Linked DNA regions of Columba livia: region 1 is linked to region 2. Evidence: chromatin contacts called from public Hi-C data. All regions are on one chromosome and are shown on one strand. The core of a region is the stretch at or near the end of the contact, and the rest is flanking DNA. Distances in the headings are between cores, read along the strand shown.

Region 1 (6,483 bases), core at 3,340-5,839, 48 kb after region 2:
TTATTCTCCTTGTAAAGCCGGCTCCCCTTTCCTGCCCCTGAGCATTCTAGTGGTAGAAAGATGGCTGGACAGCAGGATCTGCTGACCCAGCAAAGGGCAGCCCTGCTCAGCCGGATGGTGGGTCTCCATCTGTCTGGATGCAACCAGCAAGTCTCGGCCATCTCTGACCTCCCCTGGCGAGGGCATGTGGAGCTTTAGCTTTGATAAAAAGGTGAAGCTCCTTCAACTCCCCATGGACCTGAGCCCTGCAGGCTTGCTCTGGGATTTTTGAGTGCTGACCTCAGGGGCTGGGTGATGGCATGAGCTGGCAGCTCCTGCGGGCTGGCCGCGGGGATGTCTGCGTGTCTGAGACGGACAGAGCTGAGCAGTTGGGGTGACGAGGGCTCTGGTTTCTGTCTCTTGACGAGCAGACGTGCTTTTGGCCTCGCTTCACCCCGTAACCGTCCGAGAATGTCACTGTCTAGCTGGAGACGTGCTCCTGCCATGCTAGCACATAGCGTTCCTGCCATCGTCTGCCGCTGCCCCGCCACCCCGAGATTTGGATGGGACACCCAGGGCGCGAGTCGGGCTGTTCCTGGGAAGGGTTCACCGAGGTGGATACACGTCCAGCACTGCCTTCCCTGAGGCTGTGTCCTGGGGACCAGGCTGCCCCGAAGTGACGTGTTAGTGCAGGTTGTTTGCAGGATGGTAACTCACCAGAGCTTTCCCACAAGTGACTCAAGAGCACAGAAAGACAAATTTGCCAAAAATGTAATGAGAAATTGTTGTGATTCAGCATGAAGAATCATTGGAAACACATCAGGCAGCCCTGGATGTGTATGGGGGGATGAGAAATGCATCATTCAGTTCAGGGTAGCTGCCCTCACCCAAAAGAGCCCGGTTTAAGAGCCTGCTCCTCCCATGGTAGCTGCAACAAATGCATGTGGCCATGGACCAGGGTTAAACATCACCTGGGGCTCGGGGGGGCTGGGACAGGTTGGGGTGTTGCAGAACAGCCCCTGTACAGAAGTGCTGATGTGAGAGCAGGTTTCTCTAAAGCCTGGGCCCTTTCCCCAAACCAGCTGGCTGGTTTTAATTTTGCTGCAATACTAAGCCTGGTGCTTTTTCATCGGCAGGACCTGAGGCCGCTGTACGCGGGGCGATGTCAGTACTACTCCAAGAGTACGACCCAACCAGAGGTGAGAGAGCGTTCGGCTGTGCTGTCTCTGTGAAAGGGCTGGCTTCGTGGTGCGGGTGGAGGAACCTGCGGCCAGGCTGCTCTGGGCTGTCCTGAGAGGTCCATGGAGGAGGAGGGGGTGGGAGCAGGGTACTGGGAGGACTTGGGGAGCCAATTCCTCCATGCTTGGTACTGCCACATTGGTAAAGAAGCAATTGGAGACAAGAGGCCAATGGTACCTGGGGTGGATTAGAAGCAGGGTGGTCAGTAGGTTGAGAGAGGTTCTCCTGCCCCTCTACTCTGCCCTGGGGAGACCACACTGGTGAGTGTCCAGTTGTGGCCCCTCAGTTCCAGCAGGACAGGGAACTGCTGGAGAGAGTCCAGCGCAGCCACCAAGATGCTGAAGGGAGTGGAGCATCTGCCGTGTGAGGAAAGGCTGAGGGAGCTGGGGCTCTGGAGCTGGACAAGAGGAGACTGAGGGGTGACTCATTCATGGGGATCAATATGGAAAGGGTGAGTGTCAGGAGGATGGAGCCAGGCTCTTCTCAGTGACAACCAGCGATAGGACAAGGGGCAATGGGTACAAACTGGAACACAGATGGTTCCACTTAAATATGAGAAGAAACTTGTTCATGGTGAGGGTGCCAGAGCCTGGCCCAGGCTGCCCAGGGAGGTTGTGGAGTCTCCTTCTGTGCAGACATTCCAACCCGCCTGGACACCTTCCTGTGTAACCTCATCTGGGTGTTCCTGCTCCATGGGGGGATTGCACTGGATGAGCTTTCCAGGTCCCTTCCAATCCCTGTGAGAGGATGTGGGATAGGACAATGTACCAGTTTCTCTAGTTCTTCAGCTGTGCATTTGTTACAGGAGCGGGGTGGTGGGTTAAGAGTTCAGACAGCACTGAATTCTGTGGATTCGGGCAACATACACCAGCCTCGGCGCCTCTGCTGTCTATTGACTTCTCCAAAGAGAAGCCTGTTGGGGATGGGTGTTCCTGCCACATACCAGTGGTGTGTGTGGATGTACATCTTTGGCTGCCTTTGCTGTGCACTGAAAGCTTCTCTCAGATTTCCTCACAAGTTCCCAAGTAATTTTGAGTAATAACTATGTTCTAAATTAAAATGCCTGCTTGAGGTGCAAAGTAAATACTACCCAGTGGCATTGGTGGGGTCCATTCACTTTTCAGCCCAAAGACTATGCACATGAGCTTGAGTGTTACTACCTGTAGACAGACAATTAACAGCTTTAGTCAGTTATTGACCAATATGGGAATCTTGCTCCCAGTTTGTATCATCCTATTGACAACTCTTTGCTCTGGGTTGCTGTGGGGTGAGGAGTGTTAGTTCAGCAAGGCTGTGGCTGCTTGTAAGAGTTGCACAACCCCCTTCCTGTGCAGGCATGTGCTTATCAATGCCTTCCCCACGGTGGAAGGAAACACTGGTCTGGTCTAGTCTAGTGTGTCTTTATTCCAGTATAACTGTGTACTTTGTAGGGGCTGTGCTGCAAGATAAGGAAAGGAAAACCTTCCTGGGGCTAATCTGGAGATCAGTGCACAATCTACATGTAGTGCAGGCCAAATAGTAGCAGAAAATGTTTGGTGATTTTGTGCTTTATGTATTTTTTCTGTATTCACACAGGCAATCTGTCACCCGCAGCGCCGTGCACCCTGCACACCAAAAATAAAAACCAACACCTGCTTCTGCTGTGACCTGTATAACTGTGGAAAGTGAGTAAGCTAAAAATACCATTCCTGGCCATGGGAAGGGCGAGCAGTGGTCATGCTGGTTTGCAGGGGCCTGAAGGGCCAGGATAGGGCAGGAGCAGAGTGTCGGTTAATGACGACTGTTGTGGGAAGGGAGCTTAAGCTGTGGCTGTTAGCCACAGGGACTCGCAGAAAGAAAGATAACCAAGTAAAGGGGTGTATGAAATGTGCTAAAGCCATCCCAGCTGCGGGTGAGCGTGCTCTGGGCCAACTCGGCTGGAAAAATGAAGATGGCGGGAGTTGCCATTACCTCCGTGCTTGGTGTCGTCCCCAGTTTTTTCCCCTACTGAGTGTCCCTTGTCCTAACACCTTCCTTCTCTGTTAGCACCGCTTGTTTGCTGGGTTTTATTTTGTTTTAGAAGATGAAAGGTGCGAAAACTGGGACACCGATCTTCCTCACCTTGTCACCGTTTCATTCCCCGCCCTGCTAACAGGGAGGGGAGTTTGCAGGCGGGTTCCACCTGCCTGTTCATAAATCAGTGTCCTCTCTGCCCTGTGAATGTCTTTGGTGGTCACAAGAGGTTGGAAGGTGTACCAGCACTGTGCAAAGATGCGTCAGAAGGGCGGTTGCCTATCCAGAACCACTACGTAGTGATCACACCATCATTAGGTCTGGCTACTGCGCCTCAGCCAGCTTAATTTACAGCATGCACTGCTTAAATCATTTGGAGTGTCTGATGTGTGTCAGCAGGCGATTAATAAATTGATTTTTTCAGTGCTGGCTCTTGCTTAGGGCTGTTTCAGGCTTAGCATTTATCATGGTACTTAGTTGGGCTGGCCCTCACTTAAATAATTGGCTGTGGTGAGGAAGATCAAAAGCTGCCGCTGGGAGAAGTCGGTGCCATGTGCTGGGAAGGGTGATCTCTGTAGGACTTTGTTTCTGTGGAAGCCACTGCAGAGGGTTGAAGCTCATACTTTCCTTTGACGGTTTACAGAATGCAATCCCTTTTTACTAACTGAAAAGAGCAATACACAAAGAAGTGATTTGAATAGAAAAACTCGTAACTTCTCTGTATTTTTTTCCCAGTCAGGTTAGTTCAAGGTCCTGCCTCTGGCACATTTTCCCCTCTGTGATGTAAGATACCAGTTGTTATCATCTTAGTCTTGCTTAGTGCCACACAAGTGCTGTGCACTGAGCAGGTGCTGGTTCTTATGAGATCTCAGTGAGGAAGGCTTGGACACTTGAAGCTGGTTAGCTCATGTATTATGTAAAGGATGGAAATTATAGAAAAAGTGACAGCAATCTTGCATCCTTCCTGATGCTGGGAACCGCAGCTGTGGCAGCATGGGATGAGCCCCTTCCCGTTGATAAGTACACGCTGTACTTAAGTGTACAATGCTGAATGGCTTGCTGAGAGCTCTGCACTCACACATCTCCATAGGAACAAGCTCTTGCTTGTTTAGTACACACAGGCTGTATTGTTGAAGGCGGTCACGGTGTGTGCTCAGGTTATACAGAGGTCGTGCAGGCGGACACACAGGTTTGTGCAGCCCGTGGTTACGCTCTGCCTCGATGCTGCTTGAAATCCCTGTCTGCTTGTTGCAATGTCGTCTGCAGTGGCCTGCTACAACAAGACATGGGAAAAAGGAAAAGAAGAAGGCGAAACTGAGTAATGAGGGAAGGAGGATGGCTGTTGTGGAAGGGGACAGGTCCTGCAGGCCTTGCAGAGTCTGCTGGGAGCTGAGTCTGGTTCTCCTGACTCTTGGCCTTAAATATGAGCCTGTTCTTCCCCTTTTCCTCAAAACCCTGGTGCAGTTTGAGCCTAACCCCACGTGTGAGCTGGGAGTTAAGTCATTCATAAGCCCTTAGTATTGTTTGTCCCGGATAAATATGTTTTCTTAAGGGGAATTTTCTGTAACCTGCTGCATCTGGTAAGCCACGCCAAAGGCTGCGCTGGTCCCCAAGCGGCAGTCACAGGGAAGTCATTACTGAAGAATCCCGCCTGTGAGACTCCAGCCCACATGTTGTAAGAGCTGCTCTTCCCTTTCCAAAATAATGACCCAGTTTTCTCCCTCTCTTTTCTGCATGTGGAAAAGCTTAAAAATGTGAGCAGATAAACCTCTCCCTGCCAGGTCGCGGGGGTCCTGCCGGCCCCGGCCATCGCAGAGCTGCAAAGCACAGGTGGCTGGAGCAGGGTGGCCGAGCTGGATGTGTTTGTGGCCAAGCCCTGCGGTGCCCGGGGCCAGCTGTGCTGTCCTGTGCTGTCCCATGCCAGAGCTGCCGCTCCCTGGGGCACCGACTGGTTTCCCTGGGTAGTGCCAAGACCGGTTTGTCCTTGGGAAGCCTCCAGGATCTCTGTGGAGATTGCAGATGGTAGAAATAAGAGGTGGATTGAGACTCAAGGTGATTTGGGCATTTGCAGGGCTTGCAGGGCTTGTTTGTTTCGCAACAGATCAAGCCATCTTCTGCTGTTGTCATACAGGGAGATCTCGGATGCCACAAGCGCGGAATCTAGCAGGCTTTATCTGCACGCCCTTGGGAGTTATAATGGGTCCAGGTTATCATATTTCAGAATGCATTTTACTGCCCTGCAGAAGTGCTTAAGTTTTATGACGTGTGGTGCATTTTTTGTCTTTTTCTTTTTTCCTAATCTAGCAGAGTAGAGATTTCTGGAGGCTACTATGAGTACATTGATGTCAGCAGCTGCCAGGACATCATCCACCTTTACCACCTGCTTTGGTCAGCAACCATTCTGAACATAGTGGGGCTGTTCCTAGGGATCATTACAGCCGCGATACTTGGAGGCTTTAAAGACATGGTAAGATGGTACCAGTTTCTCTGTGCATTAAATGAAATTAATCAAGCAAATTGCCTTTAAAAAAATAATGAAAACAGGTATTGGTATTTCAGTGCAAATGATCTATGCATCACTGCAATTGGGCTTGAAAGAAGGGCATGAAATAACTGTAAGGAGAAAGTGGAAATGATTCACTTTTCCGATCTGGTGTCATCACCTGAACATGATTAGAAAAGATGAAGAGAATTGGGAGATTGTATTTGCAAAAGGAACCCTCTGTGAGGTGTTGGTAATGCCAGGATGAATAAAAAGAAGCTCTTTCTTAAAAACTGATCTTCCTTTTCATGGCACTGACCTTTCATAAGGGCATGTGTGGTGGTTGCTCATGAATTGTTGATTTCATAGCAGTAGTAGGGTTCTGAGCTTTACAGACTGTTTAAGCAGCTGTGTTAGGCTGAAACTCTCCATCTAGTTTCTGCGTGGTGCAGAATCTGAGATGGCGAACTGGGCACCAAAACCGGGTGAAAGATTTTAAACTTCAGATAATGAAAAAAATGCTGTTCTGACAATGTGGGCTTTGAAATACTGTTTCTTAATCAGGGTGCCTGCTACCTTCCATACAGTTTTGATTTGCAGAGGATGAATGGCTGGAGAGAACTGAACATTCAACAGATAAATTTTGGGTCTGTTTTGATCTCTTGTGACTCATTCACGATAATACAAAATGAGACACCCAGAAAAGCTCATTTGTTATCCTGGCAATACATTTTTCTTACGAACAAGTCTCTGGCCCTGCACTAAGGGTGCCGTATTTCAGAACTCTGAAC
Region 2 (6,536 bases), core at 3,308-5,807:
TGAACTTGAAGTATATCTGATAATTCGTTACCAGTCAGAAACAGATACCTTTTTCAAAAGCAGCCCCTTGACTTTATCAAGGCAGTCTTGCAGCTGGTGGTAGTTTGAGGCTCAAAGCAAGGCTGCTCTAATAATTTACACTACAGGCTGCGCAAGACACCTATCATAATTATATATATCATAATTACATATATCATATGCCTTGATATGCTGTTAAAGGAATGTAATGTTATTCTAGGTCATAAGGGGTCCTGTAGCACTGCAGTCCTGCAGTTACAATATACAGATATGAAAGTTACTGTATAATACATAGTCTCCCTCCCAAGCCTGTATTTTAGGCATAACTTCCTGCTGAAATTTGAAATTTCCTGCTGAAATTTCACTGAAAAAGTTACAGCCAACACGTGTTCCGAAAGCGTTGGAAGTGGGAGGTGCCTTGTGTGCAGAGCCAGTCATTGCCACAGAATCATTCCTGTTCTGAGGCTGACAGATGTGTCTCCAGCAAGTTAGCAATGCATGCTGATAAAAACAGAAAATTGGGAGTATTGACGTTTTTCTACTTTGATGTTACAAGCCCTAAGAATACGTTGTCAGTCAAACGGGGGTTTTGCGCATTAAACAGATGCACGTGTAGCAGTAGTTTGGCGTCACTCACAAAACGCCTAAGTCTGATCTGCTGGCGCAGGCTGTAGCGCACGTCGCACCCCACGGCAGCTGGAAACGCTCGGGGCGCAGGGGGTACCCCAACGCACCACCTCCCCCTGCACCCCACAGCGTCCAGGATGCCCACGGCGGGACAGCCAGGGCGGAGGGTCACCTGCTGTCCCAGCCCCGTGCCAAAGCCCAGCTCCTGCCTCGCCGTCACCAACCCGGGCAGCCAGCGCACGGTTACACCGAGCTGTAGGTACATGGGTTATGTCCGTGTAACAGGGCTCTTCCTGCCCATCTGGGAATGTGTTTTTCCAGCAGGAAGCTCTGCATCCCTTCGCTGCAACCTGCTCCCCGGTCCCTCCACCTCCCCACCACGGTTTCTTTTTTCGGCGTTTCACGTGATTACCCCAGTTCTGACTCAGCAGTTTCCTGCGGCAGCGTTTAATGGTTTGGTTTCCCGCCTCCTCCCGAAACCCGGCAGCTCGCACACGCTGCCATGGGAGCGCAGCTGGACCGCAGCTTTTGCACATTTCGGATAACAAGCTCTTTTCCAGCCCTAGCCCAGCAGAGCGGGTGGCACACGCAACCCAAGCGCCGCAGGGGTCGCTCTGCGCTGGACAAAGCGTGGGCTTCATCATGGCGATCTAATCCTTATTCCCCGGGCTACAAACTGGGGCTGAATGGGAAGGAAAACTTTGGTGACTCGCTGTAACTCGCAGTTGTGGTTCATTCCCTGCTGCCAAGTGAATCTGTGACCCCCCCCAGCCAGCATTTATCTCTTCATCTTTCCATCCATCCATCCCATGTGAAAAACAAATCCTTCCTCTGCCTTCTGGAAAGGAATAATTGGTTCTGCTGTAGTCTTGTCCCTGGGAAAAAATACAGAAGATGCCCTGTTGTTTAAAGAGATATCTAAAATAATGAATAAAAATATGTTGGAATAAAGTAGTAATTACTGCATGTCCTAGGTACTATCTCTTCTTTTTATCACAAACCACATTCTGCACCAGAGGCCAGAAACATTAAGTTACTAACTGCTTCACTTTGCTTCTGACCACACACATCCATCATTTTTTGCAGGTCCCAGGGTTAAGAAAAGTTTCATTACAGATAAAATATCTACCCAGCTGAATCTGCTAAAGGATTCGCAAAGGATTAAGCATACACTGGACATCAAGAATATGATGTGAATGAAAGTCACAGAACAGCCTATACATTTGAAATTGGGCATGAAAGAAATCATGAGGTTCTGCATATTTGTTCTCAGTAAATGTCAATACCTTCTTAAAACTACTGACATCAGACTGAGTATAACATGCAGTAAAAATGTAATGCTGTACAGAAACATCACAGTCCTCATTTCACATCCAGCAATAAACGTAAGGAATGCCTTAGAAAACCAGGATCAGCTTGTCATCCACCAGTGGCTCCCAAAATCACGCCAAATGCAAAATAGCAACCAGAAGGGTAAAGCATTTTCTCTGCATCATGGTAGTAATCATTCACACTTCTATCATGAAAGGAAAACAGCTGATCATATGAGTTGGATCTTATGTTACTGAAGTCCAGCTATCACATAAATGTTCTCATTCTTATAGACTGCTGCAATCAACAAAGAAATTATGATAAATAAGAAGCAGTGGTATTTGTTAGAGCTTGATTCCTACAAGTACTGAATGTAATAGCTTTCCATTGAATTTAAGAGGAATCAGACATTGTTCTTAACCTTTGTGGCTGCCTCATTGCTTCCCACACTGTCACCAGGGTCAGCATCGTGTGTTCGGATATTAACAATGGTATGTCTGGTGCAAAACAATGTGTTTTTAATTACGCTAAGTCATATCAACTATACTGTTATTTTAATCCCACACCAGTTGCTACTTCTATTCTGTGTTATTAAGCAGAAACCGATTTGCTTGTTATGATAGCTACCATTTGATTTCATTTCAAGCTTCACTAAATTGGCGTAAAGGAAACAAGATAATCAGTGTTCCTTCTACGTCTACACGTCTCTTTATGTATGTCATTTTACAGTCTATTTCCTATGTGCAAGCAAGACATCAAAATATCCAGGATTCTTCACTCAGAACAAGGGGGTGTTTGAACATACCAATGTCTACCCATAAAGCTGCATGTCCTGAAGTAAGTGTTCCAGCTGATACAAAAGGCGACATTCCACCACACAAACTGCTGGAACATGCCAATCATTTTTTCCTCCTCCAATTAATCAGAGCCTAATTCAACATCTCCCTCCTAACAGTCAAATCCTCTTAATGTAATGGCTCCTAACTCTCGGAGAGATCACTTTTTAGAAACAGGACTTTGCACTAACATAGTGAAGCATGAGGAAATGTCGAAGCCCCAGCAGCAGGACTCTCGGCAGCCTCTGAAACGCCCCATTCTTTGCCCTGCAGCTGAGCAAGACAAAGGACTTGCTGCTTTCAGAATTTGTGGGTTTGCCTGTGCTGCTGTGACTGGATTCTCCCCCACAGCCTGCAGCAAGTGCTGGCTCCATTATTCCACAGCAAGTTTATTTCCTCAGATAAATTTTCTGTAAATTAAACCCAAAGGTTAAATAAAAAAATATTATTTCTGAGTATTTTGAAATAACGTGCATTTCGATATTCCCACGTTGCTTAGACATGCATGTGCAGGTATGTAATACACATGATAAGGCGGTTCACGGTGCAGTTATTAAGCACAAAAAGAAACGCAAGGGAGCGGTGAATGCATCTGACCACACAAGCATGTGTGCATGGAACCTCATGGTACAACACACGGGTTTCCATGATTGTCCTGCCTTGCCAGGTTTGGGTTTGTGACACTCTTTGGAAAAGTACGGCATTGGAAGCATGCAGCTCAAAGTATTTAACGCACCCTTAATCACAAACTGCATTATTTCAACTTCGTAACTGCCTGCCTATCAACACCATCTATACTCCCGGTGTCTCCCTATATGAGGTCAGTGTGTTTTATTGTTTTCTTCAGGAGCTTCCGTTGTCTTCCCCTATGGCTGGCCATGTCTCTTGGTGCCTGGCTATTTGAAATGCTATTTGCAGTTCTCCCACAGCATCAGAGATGGGAATATGTTGCTCCCTGCTGAGCACCCGCCGGCCATTGCCTGCTGCCTCCCAGCCTCAACTTCTTCCTTGTCTCCAGGCTGCAATGCAACACCCACCACATCTTACACCTCCTTCCACCCTCAGATCCACCCGGTTTCTTGTCCCGTTCTGTCTTCTCCCCGTCTCCAGCCCAATGGCTCTTTCCTCTTACATTTACACCAGGCAGCTGCTTTCTCCCACCTGCTTTCTGCCCCAGGTTTAGCATTTCAGCATGAGTGACAACATGGCAAAGCATCCCAGTTCTCAGTGCTGCTGCCAACCTCCTCCCAGCTCCACAGAGGCCACGGCAAAAGGTTTCTGCCCAGTCCCCCGGAGAGCCCGAGGCCAGCCCTGCTCGGTCCTGGGTGGCGTGGCGGGAGGGACAGCAATGGCAGTGGTGTCAGACCCAGGGGACACTGAAGGCAGAGCCATTTCCCCAGGACAGTGCGATGTCCCCACAGCAGGGCCATTTCCCCAGGACAGTGTCACGTCCCTAGGACAGTGCCATGTACCCGGGCAGAGCGGTGTCCCCAGGGCAGCCCTGCTGAGCCCCCATGACCCCACGCCATAACCCGCTCCAGTGCTCTGCACCGCCAACTTATACATTTAGGTCAATTTAACCTATTTCTTCTCCCTTCTTATTTATTGTAAACATGGAAAATATCTTAATTATTTAAGGATGCCGCCCCCCGCCAGGGCTCCCGTGCCGGCAGCGGCTCCGCACCGACCCGCTGCCCGCCCGAGGCAGCGCTGAGCGAACGTCCTGTCCGCGACCCATTGAATCGAGGCCCGGGCGCGGCGATTGGCGGCGCACGGGCGGCCCCGCCCCTCTCGTCACATGACCGGTGGCGAGGCCTCGCTGTCGCCCGCTCGCCACCGTCGCTCGCCCCTCGCTGCTGCCAGGCGTCCCGGACATGGAGCCGCGCTGCCGCTCCCCCGCCTGCCTGTTCCTCCTGCTGCTCGGCGCCTGCGGTGAGCGCGGCGGGACCGGCCCGGTCCCGCGGATGGCGCCGGGCCTGCGGGCGGCCGTCTGGGGGGGGTGGGCAGGTGTCGCACGTGACGCGGCGTCGGGCGCTGCCGGGGCGCGGGCGGGCCCGGGGCCGCCTCAGCGCGGCGGCGGCTTCCCCGGGGCGGCCCCGGTGCCGGGCCGCGCTGTCACCCGCGGGAGGGGAGCGGGGCCTGGCGGGGCCCTGCTGTTTCCGCCGCTGGGATGGCGTCGGGGCTGCGGGCCGGGCTGCGGCCACAGCCCCCGGGGCCGCAGCCGCCGGTGACCTGCGTGTGCGGGTCCTGTCAGCGCGGAGCTGCGGGGGCAGTGGTCACAACGGCGCGCAGCGAAACCGGCCGAGGTTCACAGGGTCCAAAACACAACGGCTGTTAAAAAGTTCTCTGAAAACGCAGAGCGAATTCAACGTCCGTGTCTGTGGAGCCAGGAGTTGCGCAAGCACGGTGGAGTGTCCCCGCTGAGGGCTCAGCCTGGCTCGCCCCGCGCTGAAACACAATAGGAAGCCCCTGGTGTCCAGGCAGCACGTCAAGTGATGTGTTCACCCTTCGGTTTGCTCAGTGTGTCACCTGGATGCTGACAACTTATGTTGTTAGTCTCTGTCAGACAAACAGACCATGAAGCAGTCCCGCAGCGTTCACGCTGCGCTCCCTAGTTTTAATACTTTTTAGAAATCTCGCTACGCTTTCACTGCCGGGCAAATTGAATCCAGTCCTGAAACGATTTACTACTGTGTAATGAGCTGTCCTCTGAAGTTGCTCTAGAAAATGAAGTAAAAGCCATGTCTTACTAGCTAATAGTCATATCTTACAGGTTTTTTCCAGTCCTGTGCAGTAGAAGTAGAAGTAAAGGATGCCTCTAATACTACGTGCCTGTATGCAAAATGGATGATGAAATTCTTGATACGATATGAAACAAACAGTAGTGATTATGTAAGTATTTGGAGGCGACTTTTGTTGAGAACTGTACTTTGTCCTGGGTAGAAGCTTAAGTACACTCTTTTGTCTACGGCATTTGATTTTTGAACCTGTTTTTTTTAATTACTAAATCAGTTGTTAAGAGTATTCCTAAATATTCATTTTTAAAACAAAGCATAAATTCTCAATTAATAGTGCAAATAACCAAAGTGCCATGTTGCACTTGCTTAAATGGCACACTGGTCAAACTTGATGGCTTTTGTGTATCAGTGTAGTAATGCTCTTAGCCCAAATAGTAAATGTAAATAGCACGGTCAAGATTTATAGCCAAGTTAGACTGGACTTTGGAACTTGAACCTGATGTGGCTCCTTTCTCAGTCGGATGTCAGGGACCTTTTTTTGTAGTTTTGTAGCCTGTAATGAGCACACTAATCTTGTGCAAGGTTCAGTCTGACTCAGCAGGTTCATAACGTTGTCATGGGGAAGAACTGCTATCCATGAAAATGTTTGAAATTACCCTTTTCTTGTAGAAAAACATAACCTTGGACTTGCCATCCAATGTGACACACGATGGAAGCGTCTGTGGCAATGACACACAAGCTGCACTTGTGGCATTGCAGTTTGGAGAAGGTCACTCTTGGAGCAATAACTTTACAAAAACCAATGAAACTTACCAGGGGGATTTTGTCACATTTACCTACAACACTAACGATACTGCTGTATTTCCTGATGCGAAAAGAAAAGGTAATATTCAGTGCAGAATCCTGCTTAAGAAACAGCCTTGGCCATAAGCGTCAGATCTTGCCTACCTAGCCTCGGTTGGCTTTTTCAAAGTTAGAAATGTTGATAATGTATCTAATGACTTCT

Evidence for each region. A called contact is a pair of places that touch in the nucleus more often than the background predicts.
Region 1: a contact with region 2 is called in a Hi-C map of liver, with 2.1 times the contacts expected there. The contact joins the enhancer-like site here to the promoter of LAMP2 in region 2.

The regions. Positions count from the first base shown.
Region 1 is chr12:17,895,727-17,902,209 of bColLiv1.pat.W.v2, forward strand. TMEM255A (transmembrane protein 255A) reads left to right here. Exons shown (of 9, transcript XM_065077992.1): 5 at 1,116-1,178; 6 at 2,794-2,882; 7 at 5,518-5,677. Among named protein-coding and RNA genes, the nearest start is that of TMEM255A, 17 kb to the left of the region's middle. Within about 2 kb of position 4,590, at least 1 of the 3 cell types and tissues checked has an H3K27ac peak away from gene starts, as active enhancers do.
Region 2 is chr12:17,848,006-17,854,541 of bColLiv1.pat.W.v2, forward strand. LAMP2 (lysosomal associated membrane protein 2) reads left to right here and starts at 4,558. Exons shown (of 9, transcript XM_065077981.1): 1 at 4,558-4,724; 2 at 5,566-5,684; 3 at 6,200-6,413. The coding sequence starts at 4,667. It overlaps LOC110360123 (a long non-coding RNA gene), which reads right to left and starts at 1,889. Exons shown (of 2, transcript XR_002415778.2): 1 at 1-1,889.